Linked DNA regions of Rattus norvegicus: region 2 is linked to region 1. A link is a contact called in public Hi-C data. All regions are on one chromosome and are shown on one strand. Each heading gives the region's core, a stretch centred on a gene start, on an enhancer-like site or on the middle of the called end of the contact. The rest is flanking DNA. Distances are from core to core; before and after follow the strand shown. Region 1 overlaps Zbtb20 (zinc finger and BTB domain containing 20). Region 2 overlaps Zbtb20 (zinc finger and BTB domain containing 20).

Region 1 (6,861 bases), core at 2,798-5,297:
TTTTCTGAAGGGGGATGGGAGGGAGTCCAGTATGTCCCTTGTTTTAAAACAAGCTGATTCTTGTTTTTTTCCCTCCAGTAATGGCCTAACTGGGAACACATGAAAGCATATGGGCCAGGCAAACAGCACCACATTTGGACTCTGTTGCTGTAAAAAAAGACCCTGTCCCAGAACTTTAGACAGCTTGAGCTACGTATGGCTGACATTATCCAAGAAAGCATCCTTTCCCCCTAAAGAGTTTTAACACGCTCTGGAAAAATACTCGTGGAGGTTTACCGTTCTAGCATTTGTCAGGAAGCTTAGAGTCAGGACCCGTGGAGTAATGGGAAGAGCACTGGACTGGGAGTCAGGAGCCTTGAGCTACGGGACTAGCTGTGCCTGCAACTTGCTGTGTGGCTTTGGGCACCTCACTTCACCTCTCTGGGCTTCAGTTTCCTCATCTGCAAAATAAAGGGCTTGGATTAGAAGGCCCTACAGGCTCCTTCTAGCTTTAAATCTCTGTTCTTGGAACACATTATGAAGTATTCAGCTTTCCTGTTACTATTACTTTTATGTAAAATCAACACAGAGTTTCAAATCCCAATCTCCATCTGCAGGCTGTCCAGAGGGAGGGCAGTGGTAGAGGAGACTGTAAAGTAGGAAGTGAAGAGCGATTAAGACAGTGTAGGTTCTAGAAGGCAACGGTGTCTCACACATACCCACCCTTCTCTTTATCCCTCCCAGCCTAAAGTTCCCTGCGCTCTTTGGTTTAGTTAGGCGCCCAGAGTTCAGAAGCAGGACTGGTATTTATTTGTCTTTGAGAAAGAGATTACTGATAGGGAGTAGAAAGGTGCTGGTGTGATTTAGCCAGGAACAGAATGTGAAATAGTTCAGCTATCAGTCAGCCCAGGAATCCTTTTCCCCAGGACAATGAAATCAGTGGTAACAAGCGAATCGGCATTTATACAGCACATGGACACCAGATACCCCAAAGGGGATGAGATCCTCCTTGAACACTTTCTCCAGTTTCTGTGCCGTAGTGTCTTTTTCTATCACTATGCCACCACAGAGAACTTTTTTTTTTCTTTTTTGGAGACATTATATGTGGTACATAATCTGTTGTAAGTCTCTGTGTTTCCATGTTCTCCTTGTTTCTATGAGCATGGCTTTGGACTTGTATACAGAATATTTCGTATTGAAATGTGTTGTACTGGGTAGTCAAATCTGCCCTCGCAGAATATGGTGTTATGATTAGTATGCTGTGTTTTTAGTCCAACAGGTTGTGAAATCAAATCTGTTTCTTCAGAGGGCATGAGGCAGAGACAGTGTGGTAAAGATCAGAATGGGTGGGGGGCTCTCATATATTTCTTAGTGTGGAGAAAGTCAACATAATAGATTCAAACTGCAATGCTGTATCCATTGCTGAATGGGGGACTGGGGATAACCCTCAAATCCTGTGCCTAGTGGGACCCCCCAAGGATCTGCTCCTCTGGTTTTTCAGATTCAGAATGAATTCAAAATCAAAGTCTCCACTGTCAGACTGCCCCCTCCCCACTGTCTGTTTCTCCCGGGCAAACCAGTGCTTCCTCTGAGGTGTCTGTTTCTGGCAGGGTGGCCTGCTGTCAGGCTGGAAGCCTCTTGCTTACCTTTCTCTGCCCTACGGCCGGCCGGCTTACCCTGTAGTCCTCACCAGCCTGCTCCCTCTCCAGACAACGGCCTCAACACTTTCTTCTACTGCACTGCTGCCCCTAACTTGCTCTCCATCCTCCAAGACCCTGGTTTTGCTGCTTTCCAGTCACTAAATCCCCCAGGACCGTGTTAGCCTGGTATTCAAGGGCAGTCCCTTATCTGCCCTACTTTATCTCGTGGGCCCCATATATCGGCCACCTTGGTGTTTGTTTATCATTCACAGAGTCCTGGAATGCACGTTCTTGGCTCTTTACCTTCGCTCATTACTGTCACTGCTTTGAACTGCCTTTTCTCATCTTTGCCAACGAAATGAGACAAACCCTTCACACGTACTAAATGCCATGTCCATGCTACACTGCTGTGATTCCCCTCTTTCAGACAGGATGGCTCCTCTCTGCAGCACTCAGACTCCTCATTGCTTGCTGTATTCTTATCTTACTAACTCTTATTCCAGTAATGGCTAGTTACGTGCTATTGGCTCTCTGAGAGAATGGACTTTCTGTGGAATGGGATACCTTAGTAGTTGCCCGGTTTCTGGTGTTCATCCATTTCTTCACTCTGCCTTTCTGCTCCCCTCCCCATTCACTCAGCCATGCACTCATCCTCCAGATATTACATGGCTGTGATGGACCACAGAAGCTGAGCAATCTGGGTCCTGTCCTCCCGGAGTTACTGTCTGTTCTATATTGTGAATCAGGGCAACGTATACACAGCAGCCATTTAAGAGCTGTTTCCTGATGGAATGAAACATAGCTGAAATTTAAGTATACCTGGAGACCAGTCCCAGTCTGAATCTCAATTAAACTTCCTCGTTTTATGCAGCAGTAGAATCAACCTGGATTGGTTACTTTGTCATTGATTACATGAAGAGTATTTAATAAGAGTGGCTGGTCCTGGTAATTCACCTAAATATAGGGACAAAACACCAATGGCCATTATCATGTGGCAGAAAAGAAAATGGTCCCTAATACTTACAGACAAAGCCTCAGCTAGCTTTTGAAATGTGGTTCAGAGAATTAAGGGTACACTCCTACACCGGCGCACTGCAAAGCCACCCAGTGGTTCTAACCCTAGAGAAATTGCACTGTTTATGCCCTTACTTCTTGTCCTGTATTAGATTTTGACCCTTGCCTGATATTTGGCGTCCCACCTTTGGAGGCTGTCCACGGCACAGGAGCACTGTAGCCACCTCTGTGAGTAGAACATATTCAAAACCAACCTACCTGGCTCCTTCCCCTTCTTGCTTCCTATCACTTCATTTCTCCTTTTACCATGGCCGTTTTCCAACAGCCGAGAGCACTGCACACTGTCCGTTGTAGCATTTCCTCTCCTATCCCAACCTCTTTCATAATTCTTTGGGATTCCTTTCTCTGAAGCCAAGAAATATTAACACAAAGCGGCAGACTGTCTGACATGCACAGGTGCTGTTCTATGACCCATTTTTTTCAGTTTGTGGTTTATCAGGAGGAAAGAGCAAACTCTCTTGTAATTAACCGAAAATGCCTTCTCTGGTTGCACAAAAAGGATTGTACAAACATGGCACATCTGAGGACAAGTCTGTACTAGCCTGAGTAGCTTGCACTATCCCCTGGTTCCTGTAGAGGGCAGCAGTACACTGGCTGACTCCAGGCAGCATTTCAGAGCCTAAACTCCTACCAGAACCTTCCTCCTGGTCACCATGCCAAAGGTTGGTTTGCCAAGCTCTCTCTGGCCTCGCAGTCTCTTTCAAGTTTGTTCTCTCCCTGACTGCTGTGCGCTCGCTCGCTCTCTCTCTCTCTCTCTCTCTCTCTCTCTCTCTCTCTCTCTCTCTCTCTCTCTCTCTCTTCTCTCTCTCTCCCCTCTCTCTCTCCCTCTTCCTCTCTCCCTCTCTCTCAAAATTATACACTCTGATGAGGTCGCCCCTCGACCGGAAAATGAAAACTTCGAAGAAGTCAGAGAAGCCAACAACAACAAAGAAAAACCCGGGGGAGAGGGGAAATGGGGCTGTGAGGGAGAGAGACTTCAGAACAAGAAAAGGGCAGATGTTTCGTAAATATATGCAAAGCAAAGCTGGGTGTACCCTGAACACTTCCACAGAAAAACAGGCCAATCATTGTGCACTTCCTCCCGCCACTCTGGTGCAGCTCTGCATTCAAAAAAAAAAAAAAAAAGAAAGAAAGAAAGAAAGAAAGAGAGAAAAAAGTGTGGCCGCAGGCACCCGCCTTTCAACGGTCAGTTCTGACATTCTGACTGAACATGTCCCAATTGTCCAAAGAGAACAAAAACATTTTCATCTCCCCACTGTGAACATTTTTGTTATGAGAAAAAGGCTGCTTTAAGAAATAGGAAGGCGTTTAAGGTGAAGGGCAGCTGTGCTAGCCAGCAGAACCTTCTGGCTTTTAACTCTCCCTGTGCTGGCCCCGGCAGTAAGTTTAGGGCTGAAACATAGCAGTGAGTGAGGCTGTGGAGGATGTTGGCTCTTCCCGAACTAGACCATATTGTTTGTGCAGAGAAATATGCATTAAAACATATGGACGCGCTGTTAGGTATTAAGCCTGTTAAATGCATGGAAATTAGGCAGATCGGTGGTGTTGGATGTATACAGTTCACACTCCTTCGCACACACTGCACACACACAGTGGCAGCACTGCTTTCTGCAACATATGGAAAAATAAATATTTTATCCATGTGAGCTCTTATCAGTCTCCAGGGTCTGTTGAGAGGCGAGTGCTCTCTCCCATCTTTCTCCCTCTCTCCTTCCACTGGGCTCCCACCCTCGTCTGCACATTAACAAGCTTTCTGCTTATCAGCCTGCTTGGATAGGAAAGAATTAGTCAGAACCTCCCTTTGATAAATAATTACGCAGTCGCTGGATCAAGATAATTTAGATCGTGATGCCTTTTTGGAGTCGTAACCATTTCCCTATGTACTCTGCTCCTTAACTGTACAGTGCCTGGCGATGGCAGAGGGGATGAAGTAAATGCTACCAACACTCCTACCTGGAGAGTGGAATTTAGGAAAAGTGAGCTCCACTAGCTAGTAGCCATGTGCCCAAGACAGGGTATTCTGCATCTCTGAGCCTTTATCTTCCCCATCTATAAAATGGGAACAGTGATGCCTCTTCCAGCTATGGGCTGTGGGTAAGAATAAAGGAGATGAGGCAGGTTGTGCTTAGCACAGTGCTGGTCCAGAACCAAGTGCTCAATAGTGGAGCATTTGGAAAAATACTAGTTCTGTGGTGTTCACGTTAGCTGTGAGTAAGGCTTCTTCATCGTAGCAGCGTTTTGAATGTCTGGCTCAGGGCTAACTATTGTGGATGGAGAAGGAATGTTATCGCCCCCTTCTGCTCACGCACGTCATTGCTGTGGCTGTGTTGAGAGGTCCTCAGCGTTGAGGGTCAAGCAAGCTGCAGTAGCCCATCAGCTTGAACACTGTGGCCTATTCACGGACACCAACCTAAAGGACTCTTGCTTATCACGCCTTCTTACAATTTATCCTTCCATGACTTGGCCTAGTATTCTCACATTAATTTAAAATGTTTTCATGATTAAAGCATTTTATTACCTCAATCTTTTCCCCCCTTCTTCTTGGCAGGGCTGATTTACAATCTTTTTTTCAGTGTCTTTCCTGCCTCACCACTGTCAGTATGCTGGCAGGAAATAATGGCCCATGTGAAAGTTTTAACTGAAGGGAGTTGAATGAAGGGTCCGTGTCCCGAGGTCAGGTGAGACTAACGGACACTCTAGGCATGGTGAAGCTCTAGAGACAAAACAACAGAGAGTTGTGGATCTCATTCCTGAGTCAGTTAAACTGGAAGGCAAGGGCAGGCACCTTCTGTGAAGGAGTCAGCATGGCCCTGGGGTGGGGCCTTATAGTCTGACTGCTTGCTTGTCCCGGAAGGAAGTCTTCTTTGGCCCGATTCTAAGGGAAGCTTGAGAACATGTGAGCCCAGGCACTGGAGTCCTGAGAGGCCACTGGATCATGCTTTAGGACAGGGAATGGGAGATGGGTTGGCATCTACTGCTTCCCCTCTACATTAGCATTTCCTTTACCCTGGTCCTCAATACTTTCTGGAAGGAAAAAGCAAAATACAATCACATCAGTCCTGTTAGCTTCCATGAATCTATTTTGTCTGTTTGCCATTTATAGAGCAGGGAAACTGAATAAGTGGGGCTCTGTTTGTGTTCCTTGCTACATAATGCAGTGCCCAGAATAGCGACACCCACTGAACGCTCAGTAAATCTTAGTGAATTGAGTAGACATACTCAGCTCTGCTGTGCCAGACCCTATATATACACCATCTCATTTAATTATCACAACAGTGAGTCAGTAGGCAGGCCTGAACACGTGCGCAGGTAATGTGTTCAAATCCAGCACTGCTTCACCATTACCTTTCAAACAGTGAGAACAGGCACGGAGAGCCAGCCGTCCCAGGAAGGGGCACACTGGTTCAAAGTTCACATTTTTATATTTTTCCCACCTTAGGGATTATTTCTTTTGTTTGTGTAAGGAAGCAGTTACTGAACAGCACAGACTATTGGGTTTGTAACTCAGTCCACCCCATCTCTGGAGCTCAGGAGAAGATGAAATATTTTTCTGTGACTAAACAGGTGACTGTAGACTTCCTTGCAATTTCCAAGAAAGACCCCAATTCTTAGGTCAGAGTTCTCTGCAGCACAAGAATGTAGGAGCTGCAAAGAATATAGCCACCTTGGTATCATGCTACACCCGAGCATGGCTGCTCTACTGGCCCAGGCTTTACTCTATGTTGAAAGAGAAGTCAGACATGAGACACTATTCAGACGTGAGAAGTATGCACTTCTTGCACTTCAGCGTGAGGATAAACTATACAAGCAAGTCCCCTGTATGCTTACACACTGAAGAAACAGTGTAGGTCTCCTCTCATGCCATCAGTCCCCAGTCCTCAACGCCCTTCACTCCCCACCTTGGCCTGGCCATCAGCTGCATACTAGCTACCACCAACACCATGCACGAGACCAAACGCTTTACAGGGGAAAAGACGAAAAACACAAGTCCAGCTTCATTTCTTTGGTTTTGAGGCATGCTAAAAGCTAAAGACATACGTAATATGAATGTGACAGTCCTACCTGGCACCTAAGAAGATTATTAGCCTCCCAGGTTTAGTGTTTTCTAGTAACAGAGACTTCAGTAAAAAGTCATCCCATTACCTGTCTCATACTATCCAGAAAAACT
Region 2 (6,861 bases), core at 1,114-3,613, 110 kb after region 1:
AAATCCCTTGGAAATTGCTGAGGAACAAGTCGCAGTGTTCAAACCAGGGAACATAGGCTTTGAAAACATGAACCCATCTGACCCCTTGAATGGAGTACAGTGAATTCCTGAGCTCTGAAACGTGGGGCCCGGCTGTGCACGCCATATTGGTGCTATAAGACTGGCAGTAGGTTGGCTGTGGCATGGTCTATTTCAAACTCCTTCACAGTGCCCAGTGTTGCATGTTCCCAGATGACATTTGGTTGGCAGAAGCTGGGCCTCCAAAGCTGGCAGTCTGGAATGCAGCCCACTGTGTTTTGACAAACACATAATTGACCATCTGATCACCAGCCTACGTTCTGCACTCAGGTCACTGGGGGATCTGGGTTTTTAATAGGTCCCTACTCTTCATCTTGTACATCTTCTCAAACCTTTCTAGAAAGCAATATAGAGACAACTTAAACACACCCACGCATATACTCCAGTTTGCAAAGAGAACATGGTACGTGAGACACAAGCTGCTGAAATTCTCCTTTAAATTGTCCTGGCAGCCCAAAGTGAACGAGAGAAAAGCACACTTATGGTGAACTCTAATTCAGAGAGAAGGAGTGAATATACTGAATTGTTTCAACACCCGGCTGTGTATAAGTTGCAATTCAGTTCAATGGCTTAGAAATTTTGCTTAGAAAAAGGCAGCAATGGAAAAATGACAGGAAATCGGGGATTGATTGACTTTAGAGAGCCATTATTTAAAAATGCTTTTGTCTCTTATATTCTCTTTCCTCTTATCCCTTGCTCTCTGCGGGCAGAAGAACCCTGTGTATCTCAGGACTAGTAGGAGGAGCTCAGTGCGATGTTCGACTGAGGCCTTCAGTGGGGCGCCTGTCAGGATGTTTGGCTTTAAGTTTGACACCACAATCACATCAGCATTTCTCCTAGAGGGCAAGGCAAGCATTGTGCAGCAGGGCAAAGATATGCCTGAGTTACGCAAATATTAATGCCTGAGTCAGCACTCTGAAATGACCTCTCGTCTCCACCCACTGCACAGTTCAGGCCTCGTGCAGTTTCCTTAGGTTTCTTTAAAATATCTGCAGGGGTGCAAGATCAATTCTAAACTCCTTTGCCTGGCATCAGAGGCCCCTTCACTTGACTCCCGTCTAGCACACTGTAGCACACCAGAGAACTCAGTAGCTAGATCTGGCTGTTACTTGATGCCACCTCACCTTTAAATGCTCTTGTCTTCTCTGACAACGAACCCTTTTCTTTCTCTCCTCCTGTGCCCACTTGGTAAACCCCTAGTAACTATTTTCAGTTCGTGAGTCAGCTTGAACCTTCTGTATGGGTAGGCACTTGAAGATACCTGCATTCCAGTGCCTTTCACAAACAGCCTTTACCCACATGGTCATCTTCCCTAGAACACTGAGGGCTTTCTTCTTTCTCTTTTTGTATTGCTATGCGGCAAGCCCAGGCCTGCACTCCTGCTCCACTTCACTGAGCTCTACTACAAGTACTCTAGCATGAGCTGTCCCCTCAACCCCAGACTGTGCCAGTCTTAATGAAAGGTGGCATTTCTCATTTATCTTGGAGTTCCCAGAACCAAGCTCTGTTACAGGCTTTCTATAAACGTTTGTTGACTGAAAACTAAATAAAGAAGTGTGCATAATTAATCAAAACCAAGCCAAGCAGTAGTAGTGGCTCTTAGAAGCATGGGAGGAGACCACTAGAAATCTAATGAAGGTGGAAAATTCCAGCACTAAGGCATTTTGCGGTAGTCATCACAGGGGTTGGTGACCGGCTTGGGCGAGAGTGAGCTGGGGCGGGGAGGCATGGAGGCTGTGACGCAGTATTTTTTTTTTGACAGAGAATGACAGAGAATGTCAGTATCACATTATCACCCCGCTGATGATTAACTTTTAATATTGTAAAGGACTGTCAAGAGAACTTCATATCTGGGTCTGATTTTCAGAGAAGCCTCGCTGACACAAACTGGGCTTCCCAAACAGGGCTATCTGTGTCATCTGCTTTGAGGCAGCATAGTAGGTTGTGGAGTTTTCCTTTCTGTTTCTGCTGAAGAATAATGGGACAGAAAACTCTTGCAGGAAATCGTGGCAGCTATTCAACTCCTATTTAAATCTGGGTCAATTCCAGATTCGGACACTGGATGCAGTGCCAAGGACAGAAGGTCAAACAGGCTGAGTTCTGCACCTGTCCAGAGGAGGTCATTGAGGAGGCACTCGGGAATGAGAGGCACTGGGGGGGATAATGTTCTGGTTTGTTCCCAAGGAACTTTTCCTTTGCTTCTGATCGGCCTCTAGAGTACCACCCCTGGAGCCATCAGCTGTGTCTGTGGGGGCACTTGAGGACACAGGACTGTTACTGGCCCTGTTATCCTGCTGGCATAAAGGCAACTCGAGGATTTCTAACAAGTCAAGTAAGCAAGCATACAGCCTGACTGGGGGTGGGACAAGGTCATGAGTACATGAAGGGACTACTAGCTTGTTACAGGTTTTTCTTTTTCCCAGCCTTACTCTGCTTTAAAAAAAAAAATTCTCCAGAAACTGCTCTGCTGATGTAGCACAGAATTAGCTTCACATTTTCTTACGAGGCCGACACAGCCTTTCAATTAGAGGCCTCCCAACTTGATTTCTACTAGGTAACATAGGTCTCCTATACAGTTTGTGCCTGATGCTTGCCCTAAAGCACTGACGTCATAATAGCTGAGCTAGGCGGGCAGAAGTACATCGCCTCGTGCTGACTCATCTTGGTGATGTGAGGATTAATGCCTTGTCTAACACTGAGCTATTATGTGAACTGTTTTTACACAAAAGAGCTGTTACAAAATGATTTGCCAGTCAGAGCACTAGAAATATGCAGTGCTAGGTAACGAAGGGGAAGGATAGGAAGGCACACAGTGGTAACCATGAGCATGCACACTGACATCCTCCCAAGCATTAGCTGACCCACTATACCAACACGGAGAATGAATAGGGAATGAGAAGGCTTAAGGCCAGGTAGGACGGAGCCCTGTTGTATAACACAGCACCAGTCTTTGTGGAGTCTAATCAATCTCCTTTCTATGCCAGATAAAATGTCACATTCAACTTTAGCCTTAGCATCTTCCTCTGCATTCTGCTTTCTTAAATTTGCTGCAGGCTTCTAGGAATGAAAGTGAAAGCCACGCACGTGTGGGTCGCCCCGCTCCTGCCCCTGTCCGTACAAACCAGTGCAACACAGGAATCACAGAGGAAGAAAAGACTTGAAGAGGTTGGTTGGTGACAAAGTGAATAAGGGACAAAGGAAGATGCAACTACCAGGATCCCCATGGTTACTTAGGATATGAACTGACTGCCTGTCTCTGTAGGATTTCTTAGGTGCTGCCTTCTGGTAGTGACTTGATTATTTGATTTCATTACCCCAGAATCTCTTATAAGCAGTCCAAAGTAATATTTATCCAAATCTGCTCAGTGCAGCCTGGTTTGGTCTTTAAATAATAAATGTTCTCTTTTTCATTTTAAATCATTTTCCCCATTTCTTATTTTTATTCCCCTAAAAAATTTCCAGTTTTTTTCTGAAAATAAATGGTACATTCTATAAACTTGCAGGCACATATGAATCCTGGATTTCTTTTATTTTTCTTCCTAGACTTTATAATTTTACACAAATTTTTTAGCCTATTTACTTTTCAGGCTTGTACTTCTTGGTAAAAGGATATTATAAATTTTGTCAATAAATGAAAGCTCTGATCTAGAAGTTAAAATTAAAAATGGTTGGACCTAGGGACGAGTGAATAACTGCAGAATAAATAATTGCGGATTGATTGACAGAGGAGCAAAGCCCAACTGTTGCTGAGATCTGACTGTGGACTGTAAGCTTCAGTTCAGAAGAGCAGGACTTCTGCAAATAGCAGCTGCAGGAGGGAAAGGGCAGGCTTTTCAGAGGACAATGGCTGGGCTGCCGCTCCCTCACAGAGGGCAGATTACCAGTTTACCACCCGACTTGGCTCCAAGCAGGAAAAGCACTAACCATGGATGCTGGACACCACAGTGAAGTCAACTAGGAAACATGACACCAAAACCCAGCATTTGCACAAATTTAACACTTGTTTTCTTAAAGGTAAAGAAGCCACTTTTACTCACATGAAGAGCAGAAACAGGCAACAGACTGGTGGTCAAGGAACTGAAAATGAAAGAAAAGACAAAGAATTAAATATAAAATCTAATGCAGCAGGGAACACAGAACTTTGAGATACTGATAGAACTCATTGCACTCACACTTTGTCACCTGTAGCCACAAAATCATTAATGTTCACTTCAGCAATTTTCAAGAGCTGCAGCCTTGCTATGACTGAGGCCAGTATAACCCTGTACAAAAAGGACCAAGACCTTTCCTGATGTCACCTGACCTCTATTAGACAGCCTCTCGAGAGGGCTGGTCCTGCGCACTAAAGCAGTTACTAGCTATACTTGTCTCTGTACATTCCTTAGCTTTAATAAAAAGCTTCATATTCGGATCTTCAGTTACACCAGCTACATTCCATGTGTGCAGTGGCCATGTGCAGCTTGTGACGACCTTAATGAACAGCACACAGAACATTCCTGTATTGCAGAGAGCTCTATTTTTGATGGCGATATTGTGATAGGGTGAACAGAACAAAAACGTATGCACCCAAACGTGGCTCTAATGATGACACTCTCAGGTTTGGGGAAGTTGACCGTGATAGCTTGACATTCTATGTTTTTAAAAGTCGAATAGTTATCCTTTACAACCCTTAAACAACAAAACAAATAATCGGTTACTACTGGGATGCACCATAGCTTTGATAGGTAACTCTTTTACAGGAAGAAATTAAGGTAACAAAACTCCTTCCACCAGTCTCACAGATAACACCAGCTATACCACTTCATGTAAAGCCTCCAAAAGTATCAAGACGAAGGACCCGATCACACTGAAAAATGCCAAAGCAGAAAACTAAATTCAGGAGGCCTCATTCTCTAGAAGGTTTTCTGGACAAGTGAGCCATGGAAGAGACCACTCTAAAGAAATGTTTTCCCTGTGTGGTCAGTATGAAACGTGCCTGGGCCTGCAGCTGTGAATTGTGATGGTCACCCTGGGACAGGAAGAGTTCCAAAGGAAATCTGCAGACTGGATCACAGTATCCAGCAGTGTAAGACATACCTGGGATCTCTTGTGCAGTAACTTATTTTTTCTGCACAATTGATAGGCTAGTCTTCAAAGACTATAGTTTTATATATTCATGTTTTCTCTACACACCAAGACACCAAACCACCACACTGTGCATATTTTCGTCATTTTATCTCCTCCCCTCTCCCTCTTCTTTCAATATTCTTTCCCCTCCCCCATTTTTCACACATGGTTTATCTCTCAAGAAAGTAAAGGGTCATATGCCTCGTGACTTTTCTATAAAATATGCTCAATTACCACTTATCTATTGCCTGCTACAGATCAAATAAGACTCAAAAATAGATTATGATCTTTGAAAACCATATCAGGTGTCTATGTCATTATATCTGAGGAGGTAAATTTTCTATTTGAACTCCAAGGAGCATTTACTCACAAAATTAGAAAGTTATCAGACTGACCAACATATGTGAAGACTAATAATCTATCTTCCCTGATGTAAAATGATGCACAAACTACCAATGACAAGAATCTAAGACAGAAAAATGACAGTGTATGTTACAGTTTAAGACAAAACAAAGTTAAATTGGGAGTTTGGGGGATATAAGTTTGTCCTCATATATTAATGGAAGACAAAAAAATGACCCCAAATTTAATACTAATGTTAAAAATTTAATTTCATACTTCATGTAAAATTCATAAATGTTCATAACTGTCAAAAGGTTCCCTCCTTCTTGATTGAATTTCAGTCTGCTATGTGATTTTACAAGATGTATTCATCTACATAGATTTACTTTTGCTCAGTTGAAAATGTTATGTATTGATACGTGCCCTTTCCACCCAAGTAATAGTCACCTTATATGTCTGTAAGTTGTTTTTTATACGAAATGCAAAGAATTAAGTAGAATAGTTTTGCACGGGATTTAAAACATTTGCGTGGAATATTCCAGGTTCAATACACAAATATGTGGCAAAGGATATAAAACTGTAAAGGCCAAATAATTCAGGACATTAAAACCCAGCGGTGGGCGCTCACACCAAGTGAGAAGCGGGAGGAGTAATGTGTGGCCATGCCTAATCTTTGCTTTGCGATGCCAAAAGTGTCAATCTCCAAGGCCCTAATTGTAATTTAATTGTAACTGAAAAGGCTAGTTCACCTAATTTAAATTTACATAATGTTCTGGGGCAGTGGTTTTCAACATTTAGAGATGATTCTGGTTCCTAGGAGAATTCTTTTCCCCAGAAAGCTCAAAACAAGTTTCAAGGAGTGTCTGGTTCCAAAGAAGTCCACATGTATGACTCCTCTGGGTTGATTATCCATGGATTGGGAGTTGGGGGATGAGTAAAGAAAATTCTCTTTATATTATCTTCAGAAAGTTTAAGCCAAACATAAGCTGAAGCCAGGAGTAAAGAAAGTGTTAAAAATGTAAAATGAAAAAAGGTCTAAGTTGATAAAGATGTATGACTAGAGATACTAGTTATTTTAAGGTCCCCTGCTTGGACCTTTATAATAATTTCTCCATTCATTGCTATTAGTATATATTATAATATAAAATAATGGGCTCTGTTATAATTCATCTATGATGTATATAATGTACTTAGATCATTATCCACACTTTATAATTCCTTTTAAAAATGTCCATGGAGAGGTTACCGCAATGGGACAGAAGTCCCGGCTCTGAGTAAGTGCTGTGATGTCAGACGTCAGGTAGGGAAAGGTGTGCCTAGTTTGCATCTGTGTCA

The links. A called contact is a pair of places that touch in the nucleus more often than the background predicts.
Region 2: a contact with region 1 is called in a Hi-C map of liver, with 4 times the contacts expected there. The contact joins two enhancer-like sites. A contact is called at or near these places in 7 of 12 Hi-C or Micro-C datasets (the Rat2 cell line, kidney, liver and 2 more) and 1 of 1 datasets of contacts at active chromatin or transcription factors (oligodendrocytes).

The regions. Positions count from the first base shown.
Region 1 is chr11:70,623,759-70,630,619 of GRCr8, forward strand. It overlaps Zbtb20 (zinc finger and BTB domain containing 20), which reads right to left. Exons shown (of 11, transcript NM_001105880.2): 8 at 277-440. The coding sequence starts at 287. Among named protein-coding and RNA genes, the nearest start is that of Mir568, 67 kb to the left of the region's middle. Within about 2 kb of position 4,048, at least 52 of the 93 cell types and tissues checked have an H3K27ac peak or open chromatin away from gene starts, as enhancers often do. A contact at or near this core is called in liver, where this site is marked.
Region 2 is chr11:70,732,083-70,738,943 of GRCr8, forward strand. Zbtb20 (zinc finger and BTB domain containing 20) reads right to left here. Exons shown (of 11, transcript NM_001105880.2): 6 at 4,116-4,155. Among named protein-coding and RNA genes, the nearest start is that of Mir568, 180 kb to the left of the region's middle. Within about 2 kb of position 2,364, at least 67 of the 93 cell types and tissues checked have an H3K27ac peak or open chromatin away from gene starts, as enhancers often do. A contact at or near this core is called in liver, where this site is marked.